Linked DNA regions of Mus musculus: region 2 is linked to region 1. Evidence: chromatin contacts called from public HiChIP or PLAC-seq data. All regions are on one chromosome and are shown on one strand. The core of a region is the stretch at or near the end of the contact, and the rest is flanking DNA. Distances in the headings are between cores, read along the strand shown. Region 1 overlaps Magi1 (membrane associated guanylate kinase, WW and PDZ domain containing 1). Region 2 has its middle 95 kb from the start of Slc25a26.

What was found. HiChIP or PLAC-seq counts read pairs in DNA pulled down with a chosen protein or histone mark.
Region 2: a contact with region 1 is called in a FOXA1 HiChIP or PLAC-seq map of pancreatic cancer cells. The contact joins two enhancer-like sites. A contact is called at or near these places in 1 of 15 datasets of contacts at CTCF or cohesin (the NIH/3T3 cell line), 3 of 484 Hi-C or Micro-C datasets (cortical neurons, hematopoietic stem and progenitor cells and stem cell-derived neural stem cells) and 7 of 115 datasets of contacts at active chromatin or transcription factors (the NIH/3T3 cell line, embryonic basal ganglia, embryonic forebrain and 4 more).

Annotation. Positions count from the first base shown.
Region 1 is chr6:94,099,788-94,103,490 of GRCm38.p6, reverse strand. All of the region lies in intron 1 of Magi1 (membrane associated guanylate kinase, WW and PDZ domain containing 1), which reads left to right. Among named protein-coding and RNA genes, the nearest start is that of Gm52867, 130 kb to the left of the region's middle. Within about 2 kb of position 2,055, at least 23 of the 459 cell types and tissues checked have an H3K27ac peak or open chromatin away from gene starts, as enhancers often do. A contact at or near this core is called in the NIH/3T3 cell line and pancreatic cancer cells, where this site is marked.
Region 2 is chr6:94,403,057-94,407,126 of GRCm38.p6, reverse strand. No RefSeq gene overlaps it. Among named protein-coding and RNA genes, the nearest start is that of Slc25a26, 95 kb to the left of the region's middle. Within about 2 kb of position 1,521, at least 38 of the 459 cell types and tissues checked have an H3K27ac peak or open chromatin away from gene starts, as enhancers often do. A contact at or near this core is called in the NIH/3T3 cell line and pancreatic cancer cells, where this site is marked.

The sequences.
Region 1 (3,703 bases), core at 806-3,305:
TTGATTGCTATGTGTTCACATTATATTAAAAAAGTTTATATGTGAGCATAACTAAAATTCTAGAAAGTAGATTTTAAAATGTTTCCCCTTTTACCAGTGAGATAAAGAAAGCTGAAGTTATTCACTCCAGGCCTCAGCTTCTGTTAAAAGATAAGATTTAGATTGGGCCTCTGAACTTGTAGAGCCAGTCTGCTGTGTCTCTGTGGTGACTCTTGGGAGGGAGCCTGCCAAGGATGGCCTGTCACCCAGAATGCATACTTCCTGAGACATCCCTAGTACCCAGGCAGTGCTGGTGCATAGTGTAGACTCTGAGTATCCACTGGTGAAGAAGAAGGGTTGCTTTGGGAAGAGTTTTGCTCCTCTTCCTGCATTCTTATAACTATGGCTGTTATGTGCTCAGTGCTGCAGGAGAAGCTACCTGCACGGCTTCTCAGGAACGTTCTTCATTCTGTGCCATCTCTGCTCTACAAAGCGCTCCAACTGTCCTTCAAAACTCAAGTCTAGAGCCTCAGAGATTTCTCCTGGTAAAAGCTGAAACTCCTTGATAGGATGTAGGAGCTCTTCAGTGATGACGCCCGATGCTTCTCTGGGCTCATCGGACCGACTTTCTGTAACCCTTGAGCTAGCTAAACATAGGGATCCTTCCACACGCAGGGTTCAGCCCCTGCTAGGCTCTTGATGCATGGCATTTCTTGGTCCAGGATAGGTCTCCTCTTTACCCTCGATTTACTATGTCTGAAAGCTGTTGCTTCCTCCCTCATCCAAGCTGGTTGCCCTTTCTGCGTGTTATGGCTGCACTCTGTAATAAGTCTCTTCTTATTACAGTTGCTATGTCTTAGATTGTCCTAAATCCAGATGTTCCATCACTTAGGGAACTTATGCTTACTATTAAAGCCTAATACAGTGCACCTAATACAGTGCTTGGCAAATCGAGCCTTGCTGAATACTAATTGAATGTAATGTGGAACTGAGATGGACATGTGAACTAGCTGTAGAAGAGTACTGTGAAGACTCCGTAGAAAAGGAATATGCCCTTTTATTAACTAATGTTTTGTGGCCTAGCACAGTTTTTGAAAGATACAGGAGTAATAAAGATGATTATGTGTTTAAAAAGATTTGAGTGTCTTTTTTATTCTACTTTTAAAATGGAAATGGAGACCCGAGGGTGTACTGTTTAGCGGTATAATGCATATTTATAATGTGTGAGTTTCTGAGTTCAATTCCCATAACTAAAATTCTAGAAAGTGCCAAATCAAGGAAAACCAAAGTGGAGAGACCGTCCTAATTTGATTTAGTTATTTTTCAACCGAAGTTGGAATGTTCTGTGTCTTGCCTCTCTCTGCATAAGTAGAAGGTAGTAATTAGGCACTGCTGTGTTCTCCTGCATTAGAACCGACTGTCTCAAGCTATTATCATAGTCCAAATTTATTTTATGATTTGCTTTTCTTTTTCACTAGACCGTTGTGTCTTGTTCTCTTACATCTGTTATGTCATTAGCAAGCCAACCTTATTGTCATAAAAATAGTCCTTCCCAGGGCCAGAGCAGCACTCTTTAGTCTGGTGTCACTGAGCAGAATATGAATGCCCCAAAGGGCGTATCTGCTAAGCACCCAGTGTCCGAGCACTTCCCACCAATTTCCATGGTCCTAGTTCACCTTTCCTCTTTCTTTACAGGATTCAGTGGGTGACCTGACTTTTATTTTTTTAAGTGAACTTGTCATTTGGATAAGCCAGAAACATGATTTGTTTGTTTGTGTGTTTCTGTTTATTTTTGTGGTGCTAGAGATGAGTCTCCCTCTCTAGAATCATGAGGCAAATCCAAAATGTCTAGCAAGCTTCCTGCCCTAGCAGCTAGGTCCACTTTGAACAATGTGTGCTGGTGAGGCTCGTGCTTTCCCTCTGAGCTGTAGCCCAGTCCTGTTTCTCTTTGTTTGCAGAAGGGGTGGGTGGGGAAGGGACAGGAGACAGGGGCGTCGAGGATTGAGCCCAGGGCTTCACACATGTTCACCAAGACCACAGTAAGAATGTGATGTTCGCCGCCAGAGTTTAATTTAGCAGACTAAGCTTTTGTTTTTCTTTTAGATTGGTGCCCTGCCAAGGCTTGAGTCTTACACCAGTCATTCCTTCTCTGTGGAAGATAAAACTCAAGATTCCTTGTGGATATCTGAAACCATGGTGCATTAGTCAGGGTCCTCTAGAGGAACAGAACTGATAGAATTAATATGTATATGGGGTTTGTATATGGAATTTATTAGAGTGTCTTACAGGCTCTGTTCCAGCTAGTCCAACGATGGGTGTCTACCAATGCAAACCCCAAGTATGTGGTAGTTATTCAGTCCATGAAGCTGGGTGTCTCAGCTGGTCTTCAGTACATGCCGGACTCCCAGAGAAGTAGACTCTAATGTCGGTGAAAGAATAAACTTGCTTATGTAATAGCTAGGGCAAGCAGGCAAAGAACAAGTGCTTCCTTCTTGCTTGCCCTTTCTATAGGCTGCCACCAGAAGACGTGGCCCAAATTTAAGGTGGTCCTTCCCACCTCCAAAGATTGAAAGAGGGTCTTCCAATTTCAAATGATTTAATTAAGGAAAGTCCCAGCTACTTGGGTTTTTGTTAATTCCAGCTGTTGTCATGTTGACCCCCCACCCCCACCCTGCCAAGAATAGCCATCAGACATGGGTGTTTCTGCTTTCTACCTATATATACTATTTTGACAGTAATAACCTGAAGTGATTATAATGAGGTACTACATGAGAGGGGTATGGATGTGGCCTGTACGGAGTCATGTTTAGGCTTTTCCGTGTCATGATGCTCAGTGAACCAGTGCCTCTGTGTTGAGCTAGGTTGGGATGACCAACGCAGCATTGCCATGCTGTCTTAGGCGCTTACTCAGTACTTACTCAGAGAGTACAAGAGACAGGCAGTCTGATGACTTAGCTACGGAGTGAGTCATGCACAGGTAGTGTGTACAGCCCGGATACACTGGGCAAGGGGTGATTTTCATATTTGTGTGATGGATAGAAATGGCAGGAGCCTTTACCACCTTACCCAGAATATTCATTGACAAACTTACTAATCAACAATTTGCCCTGCGGTTGTTCATGGTTATGTGAAACCATAGAAGGTAAAACTATCAATAAGGGTTGTATATTTGGGACAGGCAGCTGTATGATATTTGTAATAGCTAAAGACTGATGATCCATTTTTTTTGTAAAGTCCATTCAGAATATAAGAAGTCATTTAAGCTATAGGAAAAAATCCCCATGTATAATTAGATAAGTGTAATATACTGCTCAACATCCATAAATGTAATTAAATTTTGACATAGAACATGCCAAAATCTGACTTGCCAAATTCAGTTCATCTTTTTCTAAAAAGCATATTTTATGGTAGGCTTTAGGAAAGTGTGCACATGTGTGAAATTAGTCAAGTGACATATATTATTGTAGCTCCCATTAAGGGATGTGTAATAACCTGGCATGCAGGAATGCTATTTACATAAGAATTCTTGCTGAAATAAAAGTGAGAAGTACTGCTAATTTTTCTAAGTTATAACTTATGTCTAAACCATCTGTTCCTTGCATATATTAAGTATTTTATATATTCCTATTCCTTATAATTTAGCTATTATCCCATTAGCTATACTATTAAATATAGTGGCTAAATGTGTTGTCATTGACTTATTCATTGATCCATTTAATATGTG
Region 2 (4,070 bases), core at 272-2,771, 300 kb before region 1:
CTACCTAGTCTCAGAGATGAGACTTCTGGGGAGTAATTGTGTCATGAGGACTCTGCCTCCATCTATAGATTAATCCATTAATGGATTTATGGATTTATAATCTTCCGGCATTATTTGGAATTGGTAGGGGGTATGTATAGGTGGAAGAAGTAGATCAGTGGGGATACACCTTTAGAAGCAATCAACATCTTGTCCCCAACTCCTCTTTTTACCTACTCCTGACCAGGGGCAGAGGGTAGTGACAAAAAATAGTAAAACAGGACTCTGCGTTTGGAGGCCCTGCAGTTGGAAGGAGCTAAACCATTTAATGAGAAGGCACTGGAGGGCAAGTCTGGTGCCAGAAGCTTCAGTAATTCTAGTTCAACAGAGTACATTAAAGCTACTACGGTTGGGAGGAAACAGTGATAGAGTGTATGGAGGAGCCGGAGGGGTGGGGTGGGCATGAATTTGATCAAGATACATTGTATTTACTATGAAAATTTTCAAGTAATATTCTTGAAAAGAAAGAAAAAGGTCACTGCACTTTAAAAGGTCAGATCTTGGATCTTGGGAGAGAGCAGGGAGTCTACTGTGGGGCAGTCAGTGCCTTCTCAGCCCCTTGCCTCTCTGTGCCCCCTCTGTGTTCTTAACTGGCCTGAAGCACTTACTCAAACGGCCTGGATACTGTAGCTAGTAATGATGGGCTAGCACTGCACTTCTGTTATCTTGCTGGCTTTCAGAACTAAGGCATAATTAAGAAGGGTGGTTGGGGAACATTCGCATTGTACCCCTAGAGGTGAAATTACTGGACCCAGGCAACATTTCCTGGCCATTACTCAGTGAGCAGCTAGCTCCGTTCCACCATGCCCTTGCCAGCCTCTGCCTTGCCTTAGGCTTAAAAGCAGTGACTATAGGCTGAGATCTCTTGAGCCCAAATACATTTTATCTTTTTTAAAAGTTTATTTTCTCTGGTCTTTTTTTTTTTTTTTCAAAATAATGAAAAGTCTAACACAGAAACATTGGGAGGCTCCCAAATGCCCACCATTCATGCAATCTGGTGTCTTCACTGTCTCCTGTCAACAATGCTCACTGGTCATCTTACACTGATGGTGACTCTGCTTTGGGAAGAGATGGAAAATATGGATTTTTCACCTTTCACTAATAGTCTCTGGTCTCATGAATTCAATTTTCTCAAGCACTGGCATTGATTTTACCGTTATGCCTGTGGGATTTCTTCTGGCAGGCCTCATCTCTCTGACTCAGCCAGCACCTTTGCAAGTGTTGGCTGAGATAGAGCCTACTTCTCTGGCCTGGGTTTCTGCAGTTGCAAAGGGAGCCGTCAATGCAGACAGACACTTGACTCTTTCACCTATATGGTCCTTGTAAATGCAGTCTAGAGATATCCACGCCTTTTTTTCAGTTCCCAGAACCTTATGACTATTAGAGTTTTAAAAGGCCTAAGAGACACCTAGGCAGCCAGCAGCGATTACGGTGTAGGGCTACTCCGGCTCAGAGGCATCTGGGATATCTGAGTGGCACATGACTCATTCTGACTCAGCCTCTGTTTGGTCCTCTTTATTCCAAGGATGGTGCTCTCAGAAGCTCACATCCTCTGCAGATCCAACTTGGCAGGCCTGGGATGAGGGTGTCACTTCCTAACTTAATACTTCCTAACTCTTTCTACACCCCACATCCACCCATCCTTCCATTCACCATGCCGACAAATAGTGTATGATCTCTGTTGCAGCAGAATAAACCAGGCAAAATCTAGGACGTGCTTGGGGGAATAGCAGTGTGCTGTGTCATCATCCTCCTTAAGAACTGTGAGTTAGGGAGCTGGAGAAATGGCTCAGCAGTTAAGAGCACTGACTGCTCTTCCTGAGGTCCTGAGTTCAAATCCCAGCAACCACATGGTGGCTCACAACCATCTGTAATGAGATCGATGTCCTCTTCTGCTGTGTCTAAAGACAGCGACAGTGTACTCATGTACAGTATACATATAAAGTATACATATAAATTAAATAAATCTTAAAAAAAAAAAAGAACTGTGAGTTAGATTCTGATACTGCTACCAAGGTGAACTTTTACTGGTTTCATGCCAAAGACCAGATGACAATTTTGCTTAGACCTTTTGGTTAAACCTTTGGTCCTTTCTTCAAGAAGCATGGTGTTACAAATTACACTTAGACATAGAATACAGATAACTAGATCCCATCGGGAACACACAGAGGGACTTTGCTTCGGATCCTCTTCCTGCTTGAATGTACCACTCCTGGGTCACACTCTCCTCTCTGAGATGGACTACACCCTCTAAATGTAGGGAAATAAACTCCTACTTTAAGCTGTTTTCATTGTTCATTCACGGCACTTGATGGTCTTAGTCAGGGTTTCTATTCCTGGACAAAACATCATGACCAAGAAGCAAGTTGGGGAGGAAAGGGTTTATTCAGCTCACACTTCCACACTGCTGCTCATCACCAAAGGAAATCAGGACTGGAATTTAAGCAGGTCAGGAAGTAGGAGCTGATGCAGAGGCCATGGAGGGATGTTTCTTACTGGCTTGCTTCCCTTGGCTTGCTCAGCTTGCTTTCATATAGAACCCAAGACTACCAGCCCAGAGATGGTCCCACCCACAAGGGGCCTTCCCCCTTGATCACTAATTGAGAAAATGTCTTACAGCTGGATCTCATGGAGGCATTTCCTCAAGGGAGGCTCCTTTCTCTGTGATAACTCCAGCTTATGTCAAGTTGACACACAAAACCAGCCCGTCCAGTGAGGATTTTATTCCTTTCTCCAAAGGAGGATCAGAAAACTCTTATGAACTACTTCAGAGAACAGGGGTGGGACCTTGATTGCCTTTGCAGTTTTCTAAAATGGTGACCCATCACATTTTGAGACAGCATGTGTGGTGGTTTCGATATGCTTGGCCCATGGAAAGTAGCACTATTAGGAGGTGTGGCCTTATTGGAGTAGGTGTGGTCTTGTTGGAGGAGGTGCGTCAACGTGAGGGTGGGCTTTGAGGTCTCCTAGGCTTGCCTTCCACCCAGTGTGGAATTCCAGCCTTCTCCTGGCTGCCTTCTGGTTAAGATGTAGAACTCTCAGCTTCATCTCCAGCACCATGTCTGCCCAAAGGCTGCATGCTTCCCACCATGACAATAATGGACTTCTGAAACTGTAAGCCAGCTCCAATTAAATGTTGTCTTTTATGAAAGTTGCCTCGGTCATGATATCTCTTCACAGCCATAAAGCCCTAAGGCAGTGTGTCCTGTTAGAATGAAGGCCTGGTACATGCTACTACACAGCTGAACCTTGAGAACATTGTGCTAAGTGGAAAAGGAAAAAGAGTTACACATTGGATGCTTCCAATGTGGTGGGTAAGTCTGTAAAGATAGAGTACAGACTCCCAGCTCCCAGCAGCCAAGAGTGGGAAGTGGTACTTGTAGTCTTCACCCTGGGAGGCAAAGGCAGGGCAATCAGAGAGTTCAAGGCTAGGCTGAGCTACGTCGTGAGGCCCTTTCAGACAGAAAGCTACAGAAAGAGAGGGAGAGGAAAGGAAGCAGCATTGTTTAATGCTAATGGAGTTCAATATCTGTTAGTAAAAACATCTGGGTAGATATGGTAACTACAACACAGTGAATAAACCAGCTGCCACTGAATTACTCACTTTGAGACAGTTAGTTTTAATCAACCCACAGTTTTATGTTTTAAAAAGAGTTAAATTTAGGATAGGTGACAAGGCATCTATGCTTTAAAAAGGAAACTGGACCTTGAACAAGCGTGTGCTGCTTCAGCTCCTTTCCAGGATGCTGGGACGCTGTTAGCTCAGCCCTGGGGCCTCTGTGATTCAAGTCCAGATTTCTGAGTTCTGCATGAACATAGCAACACTTTTGCTAGGCCTAGCAAGATGGCTCAGAGGGTTAAGGCCTCAGTTCAGTCCCAAGGACCTTGGGAAAGAAGAAGAGAATCAACTCCTACAAACTGTCCTCTAACCTCCACATGTGTAGTGTGGCATGCACACACCCAGAACAAATGAGCAATCAAGCTTAAAAGAACACATTTCTAACACTCTTTCAAAAGCCATTCTGTTATCA